2 separate regions of the Mus musculus genome follow, and region 2 is linked to region 1. Evidence: chromatin contacts called from public Hi-C data. All regions are on one chromosome and are shown on one strand. Each heading gives the region's core, a stretch centred on a gene start, on an enhancer-like site or on the middle of the called end of the contact. The rest is flanking DNA. Distances are from core to core; before and after follow the strand shown. Region 1 overlaps Rad51b (RAD51 paralog B). Region 2 has its middle 6.3 kb from the start of Gm3596.

The links. A called contact is a pair of places that touch in the nucleus more often than the background predicts.
Region 2: a Hi-C map of B cells shows a contact between it and region 1, with 2.4 times the contacts expected there. The contact joins two enhancer-like sites. A contact is called at or near these places in 3 of 484 Hi-C or Micro-C datasets (B cells, nephron progenitors and uterus) and 4 of 115 datasets of contacts at active chromatin or transcription factors (embryonic stem cells, heart atrium, microglia and 1 more).

What each region holds. Positions count from the first base shown.
Region 1 is chr12:79,690,149-79,695,816 of GRCm38.p6, reverse strand. All of the region lies in intron 8 of Rad51b (RAD51 paralog B), which reads right to left. Among named protein-coding and RNA genes, the nearest start is that of Gm36048, 110 kb to the left of the region's middle. Within about 2 kb of position 3,161, at least 47 of the 459 cell types and tissues checked have an H3K27ac peak or open chromatin away from gene starts, as enhancers often do. A contact at or near this core is called in B cells, where this site is marked.
Region 2 is chr12:79,835,344-79,841,011 of GRCm38.p6, reverse strand. It overlaps a transcript of Rad51b not described here. Among named protein-coding and RNA genes, the nearest start is that of Gm3596, 6.3 kb to the right of the region's middle. Within about 2 kb of position 2,616, at least 103 of the 459 cell types and tissues checked have an H3K27ac peak or open chromatin away from gene starts, as enhancers often do. A contact at or near this core is called in B cells, where this site is marked.

The sequences.
Region 1 (5,668 bases), core at 1,912-4,411:
AACCCACCAAAAAACCAAAACCAAAAAGCAAAACAAACAACAAAAATAGCAAAACCAAAAATCCAAACCAAAGCAAAACAACTCATTGTTAAAAGCTTAGTTCCTAGCTGGTTGTGCTATTCTCGGAGGTTTCGAGAATTTTAGGAGATAAAGACTAGGCACAGAAAGCAGACTACTAGGGGTATGTCCTTAGAGGCTACATCTTGTTCTACGTGGCTCTCTGTTGGCCCCGAGCTGGGCAGCCTCTGTCTCTTACTCCTACTCTCATGAATATCTGTCTTGCTATGGGCCCAGAATCAACAGAACCAAAGATTACAGACTAAAATCTCTGCAACAATGAGTCAAGATAAATAAGCCCCTTTCCATTGTTTTGTTCAGAATTGTCAGAGCAATCAACAAGTAACACAATGGCCTTAGTACAGAGGCTTATGGTATTGGTGGGACTATGAATTCAGAAAGTGTTGAATTCTCAGATATGAATCTGGGTTATAAGCGACAGTGCATATACTCAGGTTGATTTGGTAGGCAAAGCAACAGTAGGGTTAGGGACAGCCCTAACGGGCCTTACCACCAAGCATCTGAGTGAGACAGATAAATGTGGGAACCCTTCCCTACCTTAAACCTCTGCTTTGCAGTATGTGAATGTACTCAGGCAGGCTCTTCCAAAGTATGACCAACACTATATCCCACCAGGTTGGTATATGGTAGACTGAAGGGTCCTTCTTCCTGGTGGTTCTGACTAAATTCTTGTAATAAAGTTTCATGTTCTCAGTTTGGGTCATATATTCATTCCAAAGCCAAACACCCGGAAACCCTGACTGGTTGGTCTAGATTCAGAGCCAGCCTATAGCATGCCCTTAGTGTCTTATGACTGTCTCAGAGTCTATGGTATAGGATGACCAGTAAAAGAATGAGTCCAACCACTAACTCAGTATTATCAGTGGACCTCTAACTCTTCTGGCTAATGATAGCACCATCCAGAAGAGCACAGGAGAAAATGTTGGGTTACAAAGGACATTGGAATGCAGAGACTAGTCTGAGAAGACAAAAATTCTCTTAATCAGGGAGGGAAACCTAAGAATTAAGAGAGACAGACTTTTGTAGCATTACAAAGGGGATTATACTGTTGCCGGAATCAGTAATGTTCTGAGCGAACTTCTGCAGGGTGGCCACAGACCAAGACTGGACTAATGTACATGGTGTCCATTGGACAGGAGGAAGGGACAGACGTCATAGGTAAGTAAGTGCCTATGAGGCTCTAGGCAGAGTTAGCAGACACATTGTATGTCTAGACAGAAGACAAGAAAACACTACCTTTTGAAAGTCATTCAAGTGACTTCTTGCCAAATACTGGTAATAAAAGAAATGTGGGAAAGGAAGTAATTAGACTAAAAATCCTATCATAAAACTAATAAAAATGTGTCTAATGTGCCATAAGTGTGTTTAGTAAGGCACATTGGTTGGCTTTTAGATTTTACTTCATTGTACCTTTTACAGTGCATATATACTTTTGCAACTATAAGCTGATGTTTAAATAATGACTATTCTACTCTGTTTTAATAATACTTTCATGATTTGTACTTGTAGTACTTAGTAATTGTAGTACTTAGTAATTGTAGTACTTAGAAAGTGAAATAACTGCAGTCTGTTTACCTTGGGTTCCATGTAGAATAGTGGTTCTCAACCCATGAGTAGTGTCCTCCCCCCCAAATTATCAGAAAACAAAGATATTTACTTTATGATTCACAATAGTAGTGAAATTACAATTACTAAGTAGCAACAAAATAATTTTATGATTGGGGGTTCACCATGTCATGAGGAACTATATTAAGAAGTTATAGCATTAGGAAGGATGTAGAGTCTTAGATTAATTATAAAAAATATCTCTAAATAATAAAAATAACCTTACTGGGCAGTATGACCTTTAGTATTGAACACAAAAGAGAACCAGGGACTTTAGTTGGATCCCCACAGGACATTGCTGGATGTGTCCAAAGGTAATATGCTCTGAGTCTAAACACAGGGGGAGAAAGCAGAGGAGAGACACACAGAAGGAAATGGAGCGAGGCCATTTGTAAGAAGCAATGTTTCCAAAGAAAAATATTTTTATTGTTTGTTTGCTCAGGAAGAAAAGAGGTTAGTTTATACATAATTGTCTCTAGAAAACAAAACAAAACTAGTCAGAAAGCAAGATATCTGAGATCATCAAATTGATAGTGTAACAGCTATGACAGAAGCTATTAAAACTGAAGCTTTCCCAAAGAGGTAAAATGGAAGCACACATATTTACCTCTAGAATCAAGAATAAAAGCAAACCTGTCAGACATGGCCTGTGTGTCCCTCCAGTTCTACTCTGGTTCCTTCTCCACCCCACCTCTGCCTTTGTGTTCTGTGGATCACCTTAAGAGGACTCTCCTGGCCACGACCCCTGGAGAACATTAGCAGGAGACAGGAAGGAGGTCACCCTCAGTCAGGGGTGCTGATGGAGATCACTTGTAAGTACCTCTAAAACACTGTACAGTTCTAGAAGTTTCTTCATAGCTACCCATTCCTTGAATGCACTCCCCAGATTACACAAGTCTGCTGAACCAATTAGCTTACCCAATCTCTTTCCTGATAACATTCTAGCTGATAGGATAATAGTAATAGCATTTAGTTGAAGAATCATGCTATAGAAAATGTTCTAATGGCAACCTGTACCTCTTCTTCTGTCTACTCCTGACATCTATTTTTATTGGAACTGAATGCAGGCCAACCCCAGCCACAAGGAAGACTCTGCTCAAAAAGACCTTCTACCCACAGAGATGCAGAAGCCTAGGACCTGGGATGCTTGCCTTTTATCACAGTAGTCCATGCCAGCTTCCCCCTCTCCTTCCCTCAAATTCCTGCCTGTCCTCAAAACTTGCTACCCATTCTTTTCAACAGTGGTGGTGCAAGTAGCACTTGCTAATACTGCCCAGGACAGTACTGAGCGCTGGGTAAGATCAGTTAACCAACACTATTAAATTATTAAATATTACTATTTAATGAAGGTGAGGAAGAGCAATACCCCAGTGAGTACTTGTAAAGGAAGGAACCCTGCTCACCTAGTCCCCACAACGAGCACAACTTAGTGAGCTCTGTGGAAACACCTGCTGACGTGAGTTATGGTATCGAAGTCTGAGGTCCACGAGATAGTAAAAGTGCTATGTGAAGCTGTGGTTGTGAACTTCAGCTGTGCCTGTGTGCTGTGTCCTCGGCTTCTCTCCCACCCTTGTCTTTTATTCTTATCTTATTTTTTCATTTAATTTGAGGCAAGGTCTCCTTAACATCGCCCAGACTGGCTTCAAACTTGCTATGCATCCCTAGCTGACCCCATCGTCCTGTCTTTTGAGTGGATAATAGGGCTGTACTACCATGGCCAGCTTCACTCCTCTTAACAGAACACCAGTGATGTCTCTGCGGTGGGTTTTGACCTATTTTTGGAATGTGGACTTCCCCTTTGACATTCTGATGAAAGCTATGTACCTTCTCCACATCAAAAGATAAACACAGCTCAAGGACTACAGGTTAAAAAAAATAGCTGAGATGTTCTATGTCATCCGGAGCGGACAGTTCTGATGTGGAAAAGGGCAGAACATAAAGTACTCTAAAGGGAATCTGAAAAGACGCATTCCAGCCCAGACTCCCTAAGAATGGCAAAGAGGAACTGACTAAGCATGCGACCCATCTGTGCTTCACGTATACTTTATACACAGAGCCTGAGATGCTTTATATAACTTTTTACTTGCCTGTATTTTGACTTTGAGGTCAGGAGTAGAATTATCTGGTATCATGCTGACATTCAAAAGTCATAGATTTTGGAGCATTTCAGATTTTGAATAAGGAATGCTCAACTTGGATCACCTTTCATATAAAGAAGATGCCAGAAACTTTAGTAGCCTTGATTTTGAGCTCTGCAGCCCCGACCAAATGCTTGATCTTGTACCTGGTTTTCTGCAGCCACTAACAACCCACTACTTGCACAGTCCTTTATTGGATGCACTTGTTGAACACTGAGCGGCAGATCAGGTACTATGCTAGCTGCCCTGAGAGACCCATCGCATCATAAACAGTTTTCCTTAGAAAAGTCGCAGGAACAGAGGGGGCTTCACTTACATCAATGAGACCATCTGCAAGAGTGAAAGACAACTGTGGTGGAGCATCTGGCCTACTGAGATCAATATAAACAGACAGGCCAAAGGCAGCTGAGAAGTTTATAATCTACAAGAAAACCAAACTTGAACAGAAATACAGTGATAAAAAAATTAATGGGGAGAAATGAAAAAGCAAAGCAATTAGTGAAAAAGAGATAGAGTCATCATGAATCTACAGTATGAGGTTAAAGTCTCCCTCTTAAATATTTCATTACATGATATGGAGGTTGTATGTTATAGTCTTTCATGCAATCAGAAGATGCAGCTTGACAACCAGAGCAGGCACCATCTAGTCCAGTGTCAGCTTAGGTCTCTAAGAGGCTAGTCCATCTCAAAAGGACCAGTCCCCATTCTGGACCTGTGTGCTGGACTCTGTGGCAGGTATTAGAGACAAAGAGATGAATAGGGCAAGAAGCATAGGATTTTGAGAGAGACAAGCTACTCTGAAACTGACGATAAGACTCTATGGTATCCATGATAGCAGGGATAAACAAAATCTGTAAGATGACACCTGGAAGCTGCATCAAGTGGCAGCCCAGATGTGTGTGTATGCTGGGAATCACAGGATTTTCTAAGTCTTCCTGGGCTTGGATGATCCATCATAATATCACTTCAGTGGACTTTACAATAGAAAACCAGGTGTTATTTGAGAACTACCAAAACTACATGTACTGGGATGTTGGATACAAGTCAGTAAGCATGACTGTTTTCATTCTCCAGAACTCAGTGAACTCCAGGTGACACTAGTGACTGGACATACCTGGGCCAATTCTTTCTCAGCTTCTTCCCTGATGTTTTGGGCTGCCTGTGTAGCTTCTAAGGACTCACAATGGACTCCTCTGGTCAACAGGGCCTCTGGGCTCTTTCTGCATGTTCTCTTAGTATGTAGAGCTCATGGTTAAAGGTAAAGCTAGAATATTCAGATGTCTCTGTTCCTGCTTCACTCTGAGAGGATGTTGAGCATCTACACATCACTTTCTCTGATTAGCTAGATTTCCCTGACAACTTTTTTTGTTTATTCTGTGCCTCCTATCTGGCAGACCTAGATCTTGGATTTGACGGCCTGTGTTTGGTACATAGTAAATACTGCAGGATTTACTGAAGGATGAAGGAACAAAAGAAGACTGCTCACATCTCTGGATATCTAATCATTAGTGCTTCATGTATACTTTACATCTCTGAATGGTCGTTGGTGGCACTAAGAACAGAGCTCATCTGCCTCCGGCTGTCCAGCTGATGCTGGCACCAGGCTCATCTGCATACTACCTCCCTCCAGTCTCCCTTTTCCAAACCCCATGGGTTCCTCAGGCTTCTGAGTCAGGAGGTCCATGGATCACATCACTGTGCTGTGCCTGGAGAAAAGCAGCATTTGCCTGTATGCAGCTAAAGGCTGACCTATAAAAGCAAGAGTCTACACCAGCCTCTTCCTTCTGAAATCCTCATGTGCCAATCTACTGGTGAAGGTTGTTAAAGCCATCAGCTAACAAACAGCA
Region 2 (5,668 bases), core at 1,367-3,866, 150 kb before region 1:
TTCCACTTCCTGGATAAAAGGCAAGGCTGTGTGGCATTTTACTATCTACCTACCCTGGCTTTTATATTGCTCCACCTCCTCTGTCTTCCTTTTGGGGGGTCTGCATAAATTTTACTGGGTATTCATTTCAAAATAGACCTATTTCTACCTTAGGGCACAATTTCATTTGCTGTCTTAGAGAATTTCTTTCTAGAACCTTGATAGTCCTGAAAGGTCTACCCCCACCACATGCAAAGAACAACCCACCTCCCCCACCCTGTGGAAGAAGAGGCCTGGGTGTGATAAGTCACTCCCATTGGTGACACTTGATTTTGTCACGCTGCTTGAGCTCAGTCTATAGTGCCACGTGTGTTGCTGGAGAATCTTGTCACCTCAAATGTTCTGTCACCTGTTGTAAAAGGAAGATGACCTCACTCACCTCACCAGGTCAAGTGACATAAAGAGCCAAATTTAGCGAGTAGCGGTGGTTTCTGGCTGCTCTCTCTTTACCATCTGGCGCAGAGGAATAGGGGTGAAAAGACCCTTTTGCTCCTCCTCCTGGAAGCCCTCTGTCTAGCCTCGAACCCATTTTGATAGCAATACCACCACTTGGTTGAGTCTAGGCTGTTCTCATCTCAGTTTCTCCCAAATACTCAGCCCATCACTCCCAGTGCCTTCTCCTCCTCCATGTAGCAATTCCAGGGCCCCCAAGTCATATCCCCATTCTACCCTCCCTTCAAGCCCAGTCCCAAGAGTGAGAAAGCAAAGAGCTCTTGTATTCTTTTGAGCAGGAGAAAGTCCGTTGAAAGTGGCTTTGCTTTGTTGTGCCCACTTCAGAAAAAGATCAAACTGCAGGCTCCACGAAGAAGAAGGGAGGCTTCAGGCAGGAGGAGGAGGGGCAAGCCTAAGCAGGGGGTACAGAGGCTCTCACAGAGCCTGAGGGGACAAGATCCTTACAACTAACCAATATATGGCCTGCTCACAGATGGTCTCATTACCCCAAACCAGCCTAGACAATACAGCTAGAACGTTTCCCAGCAGATAGATAGGCAACCATCTAGTCTGAGGAACTGAGTTAGCAGTATCTACATAGGACCCCTTCCCTTCCTGAGAGTTCTTGCCTTTCAGGTTCCCAGGGAGGAGCACAGAGCACATGCAAGGAAGCCCTTGAATAGGCACTGCTTCAATTCAAGCCTTGGATGCTTAGGAGGGGCCTCGGCATCCCACAAATCCCCCAGTGCACAAAGCTTTGAGGCCAAGTGTTCAGTCTGTTTGTTCTTTGAAACAGGCCCTGGAAGCCAGGAGTTATTTGTTTCCGAAAGGTAGGCGCGCATCAGGTGGGTGGTCGCTGCACTTTCTGTGCTTTGATTCCTGCCTTTCTTTTCAGGACCACTGAGGGGTTTATTTTCCTTCTCGCAGCAGTGCTCCGGGGCTCTGCTGTACACTGTATCTGTGTTGGGTTTTCCCACAGGCCCCTGCAAAAGCAGTCCACTTGCTTTCAGAAGGCCCTGGGCGGCCCCGTGAGGGGGGAGCTGGTTGCAGCTGTATGCCCCTCCTTTCTGCAGCAGGCTTTGATCAGGGTTTTTTTTTGGGGGGGGGGGGAGTGATGGGGGTGTGGGCTGGTGCAGCCTGACCTCCCATCTCCAACATCTCCCAGGTAGAAAGTTCTGTTCAGCCTGTCTGTGGCTTCAAAGGCCCTGCCCCTCCGGGCTGGGACAAGTCTGATAATGGTTCCCATTTTTTGTTGCTGTGTGATCTTCCAGCAGCCCTATCTTTCAGTCGACAGGATCCTGCTTGTTTGGTTGGGCTGCTCCAGCCAAATTGAAATCACCTTTCTGGTTGAGGAAGCACATTGATGTCTGTCTTCTCCCATTGAGACCCCTTTGATGGCTCAGACATGGCCTTCTAGCTCAGACAAAGGTGACCCGGGCCATGGCAGCCAGACACCTGTCCAGTCAGAGCCCGAGCCTTGAACAGGGTGGACATCTGCTTGAGTCTGCAATTCAAGAAGAACACTCCATTTGGCACTTGTGTCCTCGGGAGCACACAGCTTAAGGAAAGCCAAGGCTTTCTGCTCTACTTCCTCGAAGAAATCCAGCCATGGTGGCTGAGGCGGCATCCTGTTCTCCATGCTTGAACTTGAACCTGGGACACAGCCCAGATCCCTAAAGTTGACTACAGTTCCCAGGAACTTGAGCTGCTCTGAGTTGAGAAGCAGGCAGCCAGCCAGTGTTAGGCAGGATGTCCCTTCCTAACAGTTGTGGCCTTACAGGTTCAGTTCTCAGCCCTGGGGCATGAACAACAAGTAATGGGGCCCCTCCAAAATCTATTTCTAGCTCCTACCCCAAACAGTTTCATCTGTCAGTCCCCAGGGTTGAGTCAAAGGACAAGGGCTGAGCCACCAGTGTGCTGCTGTTGGTCTGGAGAGGGGTTGCGGCTTCCCTGGAAGGCTGGCTGACTGCTCCTCTGGGGCAGGTGGGGTTAGGCTGCACATTGCCCTTTGGTTTCCTCACATTTAAAATGAGGGTGGCCAAGGGCAATAGGAGAGCATCCTCCTTCCTCAGTCTGATAGCACAGGGCTCTTCCTTTTGACTGTACTCAAAACAACCAGGGCAGAACAATGAACACAGGAGGAGGCCCAAGGGAATTTATCATGTGGCTGTCCCGTGGCAGTTCCCTCTCTGCCTTTATCTCCTACAGAGGTCTGTGTGGGAGGAAATTCTGGCAGGCTGCATTTGTCTCCCTGGAGTGGAGAGAAGCTGCAATGTTGGCCTCGCCCCAGCCTCAGCCATAGCAAGGAGACCTGAGCCGTCTCCCAAGACTCTGAAGATGTGCCCACCAGAGTGCAAACCTGCAAAGAAGAGACTCCAAAGAGTGTCAGTGTGCCCAGACCAGCCCAGGTCCTCCTCTCTGCTCCTGTCACTGCGTGACAGCTTTGTAGACACTTGTCCTCTGTTGTTGGAAAAGCAGGGGGCAGACACAGCAGTGAACACAAAAATTTCTCACACCAGGGAGGTCACTTGCCTAGAGAATTCATCCTTTTCCCCAGATGCCTGGGAAAAGAGAAAGGACCTCCGAGCCTTGCGGCGATGAGGAAGTTAGCCAGTTCCAGTTGCTCCCTGTGAAAGTAGATGTTTTGCAGCATCTGATCAGGCCATCTCATCTCAGCACTGATTCATTTATTTGTATAGTGGGGGGTATACGCATGCAAGTAGGTACACATGTGTGTACAGGTGTATGTGCAGACTTCATGAATATGTAGAGGGCACAGGAGGAAGTCAGTTCTCCTACTATGGTGCTCTCTGCCTTATTACTGTGAGTCAGTCTCTTGTTGACCCTGGAGTTTGCAGCGTTTTGGCCAGACTAATGGCTAGCAAGCCAATGATCTTCCTGTCTCTGACCATCCCTAGTCCTGGAGTGAGAGGTATATGTGGCTTTTAACATGGCTGTTGGTGATCTAAACTCAGGTCCTCATGCTTGCAGAGCAAGTGCTATTACCCACTGAGCTATCACCTCAGCCTCCCATCTCGGCATTCTTAATTTCATTCAGTCCATATGCAAAATCCTCCCTGCCAAGGGGAAACTCTAGTGCCTTTGCTGCCAAGATTCAGAAACTAAGGAAAACAGTTCCTATCCGGCAGCTAGTCACTGTGGGATGTTGGCCCACCATTCTTTGGGGCTTGAGCCTTTTATAATGCTACAAATTGAACACGGGAAGACCTGGGTTGAAGGTCACCAAGTGATCTTGACTAGGCGACCTGACATCTCATGGCCTCAGTTTACACATCGGCAATACTAGAAACCTCAGAGGACTCTTCTCACTCAGAACTGCATGAGATAACGTCTGTGATGTACCTAGCACACGCTAAGGATTCTATAATGTGACCATTATCATTACCATCCTTTCAAACGCTATGCAGGTCTGACTGGTCGTCCTCCTCCCTGCTGAATAGCAACCTCAGAGAACAGTAAGCCCTACTCTGATGTAAGAAACAAACTCCGGGTGGGAATGGGGGGCATATAGGTGGAGGCAGACCCCACAGCACAAAGGTTAGGAATGTCTACCTGGGACACCAGTAGAAAACTCAGGGACAGATCTGAACATAACCTGATTTTTTTTTTCCTCTCTGGCCATGTCACCTCTCAGGTCAGACACAGTGGGCTGGTTTCTTAGGACTTCAGTGACACATTGGCACAAACAACATCATTTCTCACTCAGTAGACAAATATTCTTTCACACTTTTGGAAAGAAGTCTAAAATTGAGATGTCTGTAGGGTTGTGTTTCCTCCGGAGGTATGAGAGACTCTTTTCTTGTCTCACATAGTCCCAGAGGTTCCAAGTGTCCCCAGACTTGTCCCCAAACTAAGCACTACATAACTTTGTCTGCCTCTGGGGCTGAGCTTCCTCCTCTTCTTTGTGTGTCTCTTAAAAGGACACTTGCACTTCATCAGAGACATGTGGCCTCAAGATTGCAAGAATCCTAACTTGATTACAATTACAAAGACCCTTTATCCAAATAAGGTCACATTTACAAGTTATAGGGTCAAGATAAAACACATCTTTTGGGAGGATCAATCTTCAAATGAGCACATCGCCAGCCTTGCAAAATGTCCAGGTTGATTAAGACTAAAACATCCACAGAAAGTGTTCTTCACCCCACGACAACATCCCTGGACCTCCACTTGGTTCTATCATTCTCATGGCAAAAGCTGGCTTTTAGTTCACTGTCAATTAACAAGAGCAGGAATCCTTGCACCAGAGAGTGGGTCTCCAGCTGGCCCTGCATCCTGGAGCTTCTGAATCTCAGCCAGAAACTGTTGTGGAAAATAATAAAAAAGGAACCCACCAACTCTCCCCAGGGCCGGACCAAACTCCCGTTCTCCTGCCACTGATGTCAGCTTCTCCATCTAACCCCAGCAGCATCTGGCTCGCTTGTCCCTGGAACTGCTGGCTCCCTCTCCACCATCGGCTCTATCCTACATTCTAGTAACCAAATGGAACCGCCAACCCCGTGGTTGCATATCACAGCACCCAGTAACCTGGTAAAATCAAGACTCTTAAAGCTTAATTAACCAATCAGATTTATGTATCAATAATATCACAATTTACAAGATGCCAATTCAATAATTTCAGAGCCAATTGATAATGATAAAAGCTTTATCCCAATTAATCAAACCTCATGATACCACAACTACTTGTGGCTGGTTAACGCCACACAGGTTCACGTCTGTAGCCATCTTCCTTCTCCTCCTACCCTGAGACACCCCCTGTCTTAAGCTCCGCCTCCCCTTTCTCTGTCCAATCACAGACCTCCTCTGCACTAATGTAATTGGACAGGGAAAATCCTGCGACTAGATACACTGAGATTTGGAACCCTGCTTTGCCCTGGAGGCTGATGAGCAAACTGTGAGGACTTGTCTGTATCGGCTTGCTGGGTCCCAGGAAGTACTGATTGGTCGCCTGATGCTCAAACCCTTTACCTTCTCGCCGGTCTCCCATCCTCCCCAGGCCCTGCACTTAGAAAAGGTCTACATACCTAGGGCGCCTCTCTTTTTGCCGACGCTTCTTCTGGCCTTGCTCTGGCCTGATCTTTTCTTTGTTTCCTCCTTCAGCCTCTCTCTCAATCAATCTCAGGTATCCATGTCTAACGGAGTACGAACGGACTTTCTCATAGGGGTTCCTGAGCTC